Regions from separate parts of the Hordeum vulgare genome. Here region 2 is linked to region 1. The links are chromatin contacts, called in public Hi-C maps. All regions are on one chromosome and are shown on one strand. The core of a region is the stretch at or near the end of the contact, and the rest is flanking DNA. Distances in the headings are between cores, read along the strand shown. Region 1 has its middle 280 kb from the start of LOC123429845. Region 2 holds the start of LOC123429845 (protein GDAP2 homolog).

Evidence for each region. A called contact is a pair of places that touch in the nucleus more often than the background predicts.
Region 2: a contact with region 1 is called in a Hi-C map of seedling, with 2.2 times the contacts expected there. The contact joins the promoter of LOC123429845 here to the enhancer-like site in region 1. A contact is called at or near these places in 1 of 6 Hi-C or Micro-C datasets (seedling) and 1 of 1 datasets of contacts at active chromatin or transcription factors (embryo).

Annotation. Positions count from the first base shown.
Region 1 is chr1H:245,564,458-245,569,823 of MorexV3_pseudomolecules_assembly, reverse strand. No RefSeq gene overlaps it. Among protein-coding and RNA genes, the nearest start is that of LOC123429845, 280 kb to the left of the region's middle. Within about 2 kb of position 2,158, at least 3 of the 3 cell types and tissues checked have open chromatin away from gene starts, as enhancers often do. A contact at or near this core is called in seedling, where this site is marked.
Region 2 is chr1H:245,844,111-245,849,476 of MorexV3_pseudomolecules_assembly, reverse strand. LOC123429845 (protein GDAP2 homolog) reads right to left here and starts at 2,618. Exons shown (of 13, transcript XM_045113845.1): 1 at 2,090-2,618; 2 at 1,920-1,997; 3 at 1,759-1,814. The coding sequence starts at 2,470.

The sequences.
Region 1 (5,366 bases), core at 909-3,408:
AGAAGGGCCTTTACCGACGAAAGCAGTCGTAGAAGTTTTGCCGACCGAAGGCTGATGACAAAGCCATTTTCCGTGTGTGAACTACCCCTTTTCCTTCCGTTATGGCAGATGGAAAAGAAGATGATTCATATAGTGATGCTAACTAAGGCGTCCTACACTGAGGATGGCTCTAAAACTAACTCTATGGGGACCCTGACTCATAAGTTAAAGTCTTTGAATGCATGTGTACAATGATCCCGAGAACAATGCTCACTGAACACACAAAACCTGAATAACAAGAGTCTTACATCCATTACATGTGATCTTACACACATATGATCTATGGTCAAGTCTTACATAGATATGGCCATGAAGGTCAACACCAAATAAACACAGAGTGGAAATCTTCAATGATAGCATGGACCCATGTTATCTACCTTAACCCTACAAGCATTCTGACTGGGATAGCATCCTAGTTCGCATGTTTTTCACCAAGGTACTCTTCATCATATTCCTGTTCTTCCATGCTTGGCCAAGGAAATAGTGAGGGACAAGCCAATGACTAGTTTTGAGTGTACTCAGAAGCAACCCATGTTTGGAGCAAAGTAAACAATGCATGGTATAGCACTAAGTAGGTAATTCTGTGGAAAGCTAGTTTTGAATGCAATATCATGTCCTATCATTTTGTAAATCATGCATCATGAGGTTACAAATATAAATATAAACAGAGTTTGAAAAACTCAATGTAATCATCTCATCAAGTCATCCGACTTAGTTCAAGGATCTCCTTTTCACACCAAAGTTTTGTAAAAACAATGGACGTAGCCCAAGAGCAGTTATCCAATTAACCTTGACTGTCGACTCAGCTATTCGAATTGAGTGATACTCTACACAGGTTGCACAATCAACCCAAAAGACTCGGTGAACTTAAGTGTCAATAACGACTCGCGGTATATCACATACTCGAGGTAAGCACCCAAACACTATCTTTCCCTTGACAACACTAAAAAATTAGTCCACTCGTTGGTCCACGTCCCTCATGATGTACATCACATCGTATCGTCCATGAGGGGACACACTAGTGTGCTCGGTGTGTGTATAAAACAGACATAGTCGTCCATTTAGGCACAACCCCATATCGAGAGTTACCACACCACACCCGCATTTAGTAACGCGGGCTCTCTGCTAGCATCGACCAAAGTAATCAACAAAGCCTCGTCCTATAAGGGGTAGTGTGGTCGTACATGTAAGGTTGGAGTAACGGTAACAACTTAAACCAATCCCATTCTGAAAACAACACACACACTTGCCTCGAAACACCACCTCTTTATCAAGTGGTTACCTAGCTCAACATCTCCCTCGGGCATTAGTGGCACTCAATGGGGTTTTCGAAAGTTATTCGGAAAACACTTTTTTTTGTTTTCATCTGGGTGCATATCCCCATCCGACTTGCATAGGAACTACTTAGAATCCTATCTACTTCCCTCCCACATAACTCTCAATGGTAAATTGAGCGATGAACAATGCAAGTGTCAACGAAAAATGCATCAGGGCCAATCTAACAAGGTTGTCACCACATCATCATGCTTTTCAATGCAACGTAATAAAGTGCTATAATGACATGCATAAAATGGTTTCATCAACATGGTCAATGGGTGGCTTGCCTGGCTCCGCGAAGTTTTCGAAGTCTTCAAAAGCTTTTGCTCCAACTCCTTCATCAACCACGTGATCTAACGTCGCAAAATAACGGGGCACAAACAAGGCCATAGGAAAACGAGGAAAAAATAGAACACTCATAAAAATGATAACCTATTTTTGTTAATTACTAGGTTAAAAACTAAAAATATTACACTTGTTGGTTTTGGAGTTGGAGTGACATAAATAACAATTTGGATTTTAAAATATTGATTTAAATGCCCTAATAGAGATTTAATTTATGGTAGTACATAAAAGTTATCTCAAATGAAATGGGAATTGCACCATTCAATGGGTGAGGTTTATAGAAGAATTTAAGAATTTGAATCACCTAACTTAGATAGATATTCTAGTGTGAGGAAATTTTGGAAAAACACTAAAATACAGAAAAAGGAAAGGCGAGCAGGGCAGCTCGGCGAGAACGACCATGGCTGGGCCGGCCAGAGGCGAGTCAGGCCTGGGCGAGCTGGGGCGCTCGTACCGTCTATGTTCAAACATGATAGGCGGGCCCCAGGAGCCAGCCTCATATAGGTTGAGGGAGAGAGAGAGAGGTGGATGACAGGTGGGCCCCGCCTGTCATCCCCAACCTCGTGACAGGGAGGCCGAGGTGCTCATCGCCGGTGCTATGGGCCATGGGGGAGATAACGGAGTGCATCGACAGCCTCAAGGGATAATTGTCATTCGGGGGGTGCCAGAGTTCGCTCACTGGGTAGGGAATCACAACGGCGAATAGACATGATAGAGGGCTTCAGGAGGTGGCCATTACTGTCTTCTTCGAGTGCAAAACGCACGGGAAAGAGGGGGAACAATGTCAAGCGTGCATGGGGGTTCCAGATCGGTAGAGAACATAGGCGGAGGAGCTCCCTACTGTCCTTTCTCCAGCGAGCCGAAGTGGTGGAGCTCGAGCTCAAGGGCGTTATGGGTGGAATTGGGGGAAGGGAAACACGATTAGGGAGGGTTGAGAGCAAGAGGAGTGCAGAAGGGTGTTCGGGAGCGAATTAAATAGCTTCGCCATGGTCCACCGTAGGCGGAGCTCACCGACGCCCGTGGTGTTGGTTCTAGTGGCCACGGGAGGAGGAACGGATGGCTCTAGGCGTTCATGGGGGTGGTCTATGACTAGGAGAAGATGGAGGGAGGATCCAGAGGCGGCAGACGCTTCCGTGTGTCAGTGCACTCACTTGAGATGTCAGGCGGTCATGGCACATGTGCGAGGGAGGCCACATGAGGGAGAGAAAGGAGGGGACGATGTGTTGGTATCTTGCACACGTCGAGGTGCGCCGACACGCATGCGTACGCCTCCCGAGGTGGCTAGGAAACGGGCAGAACGCCACTAAAGTGCCAGAATGCATTGTAGCATGCTCCAGAGCATGCATATGGATGGCATGGCCTCCTCCCGCGTGCTATGGTGTGTCCTCTTATGCCTGATGTCTTCTGGGTTGCCTTGGGTAGCGTAGGATCGAAGCAAAGGGGGTGGAGTAATAAAATGGGGGGGTGAGGGAGTTAGGGAATATGGGGTCCTCAGGCGGGCGGTTAGTCAATGACGAGTGGGCCCATTGTGCCGTGTTGTAGAAGACCGGGCCTTATGATGACCTCTCCACTTGAAAGAATATCCCGAAGATTGGCGTGTGCTTCAAGCTTAGAAAAACTAGGTCGTCTCATCTATTCTCTATTATAGTCGGTAACTTGTAAACCCCAGGGCCCCTGGTGTCTATATAAACCGGTGACCGCTATCCGTGTAGAGGAGGCTGAATCATCCAGGGTTTAGCATATACGATCTTGAGGTAGATCTACTCTGTAATCATCTTCATCAATACAATCAAGGAGGACGTATGGTATTACCTCCATAGGAGGGCTCGAACCTGGGTAAACCGTTGTCTCCCCTTCTTCCTACTACCCATCGACCCAAGGTCCACACATCAGGACCCCCTACCCAAGTTCTGCCACTTTTGACAGCCACATTGGTGCTTTCATTGAGACTTCCGCTGTTGGATCGCCGAGAAGATTGATGGCTCGCTTAATCGTCAGCGACAGAATCAGCAACGAAGTCATCTTTCTCCCCGGACAGGTTCTCTCGTTCAGCAGAATTACGCTGCACGCACACCCAACCGACCGTCTTGGTCAGATCGGAAGTTTCGTCCCCGACTAGCAAACGAGATCAGGGACTAACAAATTCCCAACCCGTCCGCAGACCGTTCTAGTCCTTGCAAGAATCTCGGCTTCGGCCGATGAGATCAAAAATCCCAAAGCTTTAACTTCAGGTCTTGTATCCGGTCATGTACTCGGACCCCTCTCTTTCGAAGAGTCGGCCCCTAGATCGGACCCGACCCTGACAACTGGATCACAGCAAACGGCTTTGGCCGAACACGCCTCCCTCACGACGTCCCTGGAGGTTAACTTCGAAAACCATCTGGCGATGTACTAGGATGAGCTCTCAGCGTTAAACGAGATGCTCGGCCAGATCCAATCATTACACATCTCAACCAGCCGACCCGCTCGCAGTACGGCTCAGAATACATGGACTTTTAGGGCCCACCCATCACCCACTTGGAAGCAACCGTCGAAGATTTAACCGATGCATTAGACTATGGCTCCGAGGAGCCTGAGGGCATGGATGACGAGGCCGATGAGCCCACTCCCACAAATACAAGGTGATGGGCTGCAACTTCAACTTATGACGTCTACATGGTGGACACGCCCGGTAAGAACAGCGACCTCCCCCCTCAACAAACGATGACAAATCCGGGGAGGAGAATTCAAAGCGCCGAAAGCAGCGTAAGCGTGCTAAAGAAAACAAGGGAAAAGTCTCTGCACAAGGCACTAGGGAAAATAAAACCCCAGAGGACCACGGTAACCTCAGAATCCCAGAACACCCGCTAGAGGATGCAGACAAACCCGAGGAGCAGGACAACCCCGACGACATCAACAGGTCGGCCCACGATTATTACTTCCCTCCCCCCCGGTCGACGACTACCTAGAGGACGAAGACTTTGCAGTACCTGATGAACTTGAAGGTCAAGAAGAATTTGGGTAGCTACTCCTAGCCACCGTTCGAAGCTTAACGGCGAAGGAGCCTCATCTCCAGGACGAACAAGACACTATAAACAACAGGTGGACCAAGGTACTGGCCGCCAAAGAAGAACACGACCCTGGATGGCCGGATCAGAAGAAAAGTTACCCAAGTTGCCAAATGCTGCCACAATTCGATGACGAGGCCCCAAAGCCCGCATCCCCCAAGCGCATATATTATGAGCAACCGGACCGCCCGCCCCGAGGGCACGACAGGGTTGCGTCGGACGCCGAATACTATCCCGGGCCTCCTCGCGGAAAGGTGAAGGAAAACGTGCACCCTCATGGCAGCAACGACCTGCGATACAACCTGCATAACAAGACAAGCCGTAGCAAGTCCATTTACGGGTCCAGAAGGTACCCCCCCCACTATATGGGACGGAGAGCCACCTCGGGTACCCTACTACGCAAGAGACGAGGATTCATACCGGACTGAACCCAAAGCCGACCTTCGGCACAAAATAGCATGGACTAGAGGTGCCTCACACCCACTATGCTTCACAGACGAAGTAATGCACCATCAATTTCCGGAGGGATTCACACCCGTCATCATAGAACAATACGACGGAACTACGGATCCTGCCGTGTGGATAGAAGACTTCCTTCCTCACATTCACATGGTGAGA
Region 2 (5,366 bases), core at 1,369-3,868, 280 kb before region 1:
AAGGGTTTGGTCCGGGAAGCGAATTTGTGGGGTCGGGGTGCGCTGGTCCCGCCTCCCCATATCCACCAACATATGGGCTGGGTTTGGGGGGGGGGGGGTCGAACAGCCCTCACATATAGGGGGTTTTGAGGGTTCTGGTTGGGTGGCAATTTCGTGACCAGACAGGCCGTCCGCCCGGACGTATAGGGAGGGTTTGAGGGGTCCGCTTGTAGATGTTGTAAGTGTATAATCCAAAACAGACAAATCAAGTGGGGTTGTTTTTTTACGAGTGAATGCTATTATTATTTTTGTATGATTAATCTGGTAGAACAAATTCCACGGGTCATAACACCTGTAGAACAGAATCAATTTCTTTGACTAACTTTACCATAAGGACTAGCAGACCACAGGTCTTATCGTGAAACCAAAAACTACACTGATCAGGGGCAGGCCCACCTCAATTCAAGGGTATTCAGCTGAATACCGATTATTTTGGGCAAAAAGTTAGGTATATAACATATATATACACACATGGTGTAAACACAAAACTGATGCACTTGGGCCAAAACAGAGTTCTCCCAGTAGCCCACCAAGCTCCTTCTCCCGCAAGGCCTCAACTCAACAGTCCAAAAGGCTGGAGCGCACGCACAGACGTCTATCATCGAAAAAAAAACATCGATTGATTTGAGTATCACACAGAGACGAACCAACATCCGTACGAACTTTCTCTGAATCGATCCGTTCTGTTCGCATCACAGTCCCCATGCGAGAGCCTTCCACTCCGCCAGGACGCCGGCTAGGCTTGTTGTCGTCGGGTCGCCTGATCGACGCCGACGATCACGGGTTCGCACGGCGCGCCGCCGTGACGAATCCATCCGTGCCGCCCTAACTCCCTTCAGTTCTGAACTTTTATTCCGGAAGACTAAAGTGGCAGTGGGCAGCAAGCCGCATCGATCAATCTCAAAGACACAACCATGCAGGGATTGAACTATTGAAGGTATAATTGTTAATTACAGTAGATGTACTAATCTTTCCACTTCTGAAATTGGGGTCTCTTCTCTATGGCGATTCTTAGTCGAACTCAATTCATGTACATGCACAATTTTCTGCTCGTTGTCCAGCAGGTTGTCGTGTTACAGTATAGACACACAGAGTCAGGGGCAGAGTTTGAGCTCCCATGTAAGTCAGCTTGATTAATTGTCATTCTATTTAACTACAGTGAAATTAGAAAATTGTTTGCACTCAATTATGAATTGTTTAGACATGAGAATTTGCATTTTTTCAGTTCTTAATGTGAGAACGTTTATAAATGCAAGTACGTTTATAAATTCTGACTTTGTTACAACGAACAATATGTAAGGTTTTCTTATCATTTCCTATTTTCGTTCCTCTATATACCTTAGATTTTTGTCATCATAGGTAGAACAATGTTTTGCATCCGTACCCTGAACAATATCAATTTATGGTCAATTTTAATTAATATAATATATTATGTGCTATCTTTTATATAATATAGTTTAGTACCAGTACAATATGCTTCTATAATTAGTTATATGTCTAAAAGGAAGGCCATAGAGTTTGAAAAAAAGTTTTCAAAATTTGAATACACAGTCGTTAATTCCTGGGCCCGCCCCTGACACTGATGCTGTAACTTCATGCTTCAACAGTATTTCCAGATCCGTGCACAGGACATATGTTCCATTTTCTACTAAAAAAGGAAATACATTCATTTTCCACGTGAAAAACTGAAACGGAAGCACTAAGAATGCCTACTAATACCTCGCAGGAAGATCGTATGCATTGGTCATCTTTGCCATCCCAGTTCGGCACCCTCCCTACAAAACGTAAAGCAATAAAAAGATGTCACTTCACAATCCCCAGTGATTGAACAAATTCCACCCTGAAATTGTACTGTCCAGTCCTGACATCCAAAGTCGTACCAAGGTGGCGCACTCCTCGGCGAGCCCTGAACCTGCTGCAGAGTGCAGCCCAGGACTACTGTGCGCCTCGTCCAAGCTCTGCACGAACCGAAGAATCACGAGTTTAGCACCGCAGTTCCAACATTCTCCAATCTCCAATGTCCAGTGAGACATAAGAAGAGAATCGCAACCTCGTTGGTGGAGTTGACGACGGCATCGACCTCCATGTTCCAGGGGTGTCCCCGCCAGAGGTAGATCCTGGAGTTGATCTCGTGGTCCACGGGGAAGCGCGAGGCACCCGCGCGGCCACCACCGGCGGCGCCGCCGTCGTCGCCGGTTAGCGGGTCGGAGAAGGAGAGGAAGGCGGACGCTGCGGGCTCGGATCCCCCGTCCGCGGCATCAGCGGCGGCGGGCGAGGAGGACGGCGTGTACAGGCGCTGGTCGGGGTCGCTCCAGCGCGGCACCTGGTCGAGCGTCACCGCAGGCTCGACGCCGCTGACGCCTGGCGCCATGGCGGCCGCAGTGGAGGCAGCTCCGGAGGCCGTGGCCGCCGCCGGCGAGCGGTGCTGCATGGAGGCGGAGGCGAGCGAAAGGTACAGCCAGGCGCTGGCGTGAGGCCGAGCGGCCGTTAAGAGGCCGACGCGAGACGCAAGGGGCCAAAGGAAGGCGGAGGAGATCGATGGAGACGACGAGAAAGAAACAAGAGCGTCTTCTGGACAATGACGCGTGGGGTGTGTGGACTCGCGGGCCCTGTCTGGTCAGAGACACGCAGCATGGTTTGTGGGGGCACGACGCGTGTGGGCGTAGCCGACGTGATACAGCTCGGACGGCAGGAAGCCGTGCTGGACTGGGCTAGCACTCCCGCTGGCTTGCTCGCCTGGTGACCCGTGTGGAGCGTCCACCTGGTGATGACGTGTAGCCCAGCTCGGATCGGGATCTCATGACGCCTATGCCCGCAGCAGGCTGGTGCGGCGCAGGAGAAGGAAGGTTCGGATGGACGAACTTGGGTGGAGCCCGGGAGTGAAGACAACTCGGGCAAGTCCGGAGCAGCATGGGCCTCCGCAACTGCAGGATCTGTCCGCAATTCTTTGGATCGAATCAAGCACAGTTCCTCATCATTCGATCTGATCATCTCATTTCCAAGCTGAGCTAGATGGTCCGCTAAGCCACGACAAGACCAGTGCGTGGGCATCGTTGTCATGACTAAAAAAATTCAGTGAAGGGGTGTGTATTTCAGAACATGCGGGTCCTCAAATTTCACGGTCATTGTTTAGAGCATTTCTAGCAAATCCTATATTTTTTCGATCCGCATAAGGTGTTTACAGTTCGACGAAGATGGATTTTGCAGGGTAAAATCGTGGGCTGCAGGATAAACCTCATACATGAAACTGTATAATCTAAAGAAAAAAAAACTTTCGCGGAAGAAATCGTAACCACACTGATCATTCATAGTTCATCACATACTACATGATCATACATACTGGTACATTCTACTACTACTAGCTAAGTACCCGTGCGTTGCCACGAAATAAAAAGAGTACATGGACACAAAAAACTATTCTACTTCAGAAATATGCATTGAGCATGGCAATATGTGATTTCAGTTCAGAAGGTTTACTTCCGCTCTAGCTTTTTGTTTTTCTTGTTGAAGTGAATATCACATAAAAAAGGCTAGCTACAGGGTTTTAGTGCAAAACACTTCAGATCTACGCACCCAATGCAAATAACATTCTTTTTAAATATATTTGTTTTTATGAGTAATTGAAAAAGATCTAATGGAGATCAACTATGTTCCTCTTTTCATATCATGGGTGTGCTTCTTACCTAACTTTGGAGTGTAACACACAGATGAGAGGAATAAAAATTCCACGCTAGAAATGTAAGGTAATATGGAGTGTAATATATCAAAGTGGTACATCCTACATGGTCAGCCAGTTATAACTAATATTAGATTGATGTATTAATGCATGGTTCACTTCCCACCTTTGATGCAATATTTGCAAAAGTAAAAAAAGAATTGAATGAATGGACAAAGTGGATGACCTTATCGCCCCCTTGATGCTGACAGAGAAAGATTTTATAGCAACACATAACTTCACCACCACAGGCAATTATTTACGATTTCTAATTTGCTATGTTGGAGAAGACTAAATCACATGCAATAGATTTTGTGATTTCAGGTCATAGAAAGAGAACTACCTTATGGAGGGGACTAAACTGGTGAATTGAAATTTTATGACATGGCATTGAAATTACAATTGAATGTAAATGATTCATTTGTCAACATTTTGTGCGACTCGAAGAATGACTCTTCAAAATTGATAACGAAGACATATCTGTGAGATTAAATAAGTCAGTTTCTTTTTTTTCTAGCATGAAGAACTTGAACTAAAGTCATACAAAAAAGTGTGACTTGCGGAAGACAATTTTAATAACCAAATTTTCATATTAAGTATCAAGACGCTCAATTTGAGATGAACCAGAGAAACAACTTGGCAACCATACGCTAACCATTGTTAAGAGCTTCCCTGTCACACAGATACGTGCCTTACTCTTATTATATACTCTTTCCTTCAAAAGATAAAATTATATAGTCTCTTAAATACCTTCTTCCAGGAAAACTAGTATTCTTCGCTCCTGCCTTGGGTCAAACATTTAAATTATGAACAAATACAATTCCGTATCATAGTCACTACCTACAGTTTGGAGCATGGGACAATGGCTTGGTGCATGGGAGCACACCAAAGCAATAAAATGTCGCAATGTGGTGCTTGCTCCCTCTGAACATGACATGATGTACCTAAAAGACGCAAGAGATGTATACAACTCAAATAACTGCATGGCAAAACTGAAGTTGTAGGATCTCTCTCACAACACTACACAAGTATTTGGGCACGAAAGAACGAGCACATGCACACGCACACACGCATGCACAGGCAAATGATTTGCATTGTGTAAAAATGTTGCAGCCCTTTTCTAGTTTTTTTTCTGTTATTTGTATGGTTATTCATTGCCGTTGAATATACTACTGAAAAAAAGGGAAATTAGCTAGAGAGTATGTATATGGGATGAACCATCCCATGTCCAACTGAACTCGGTCATCGCGACGCTGCTTGCACTGGATTTGTGGCATCCCATGAAGCACATGCAGCAGTCAGATCTAACTAACCGAGAATTACTCAAGACGTGGAAATTCCCATATTAGTTGGTTGTTGTTGGCAGAGAAATAAAATTAATAATGTTAGGGACGTAACAAAACGAGATTATATGCACAACAAAATCTGTCCGGACTTGAATTACAAAGGAAATCACTATGGAACAACAAAAATGTATACAAAGATCAATGGAATAATTATTGAACTATACAAATGCACGTGCCAAGCATGATCGATGTGTTATTTATGACCATAGCACCATAAAATGATGACATCTTGCTCATGCTATCATTTTTCATCGAGCACCACATAT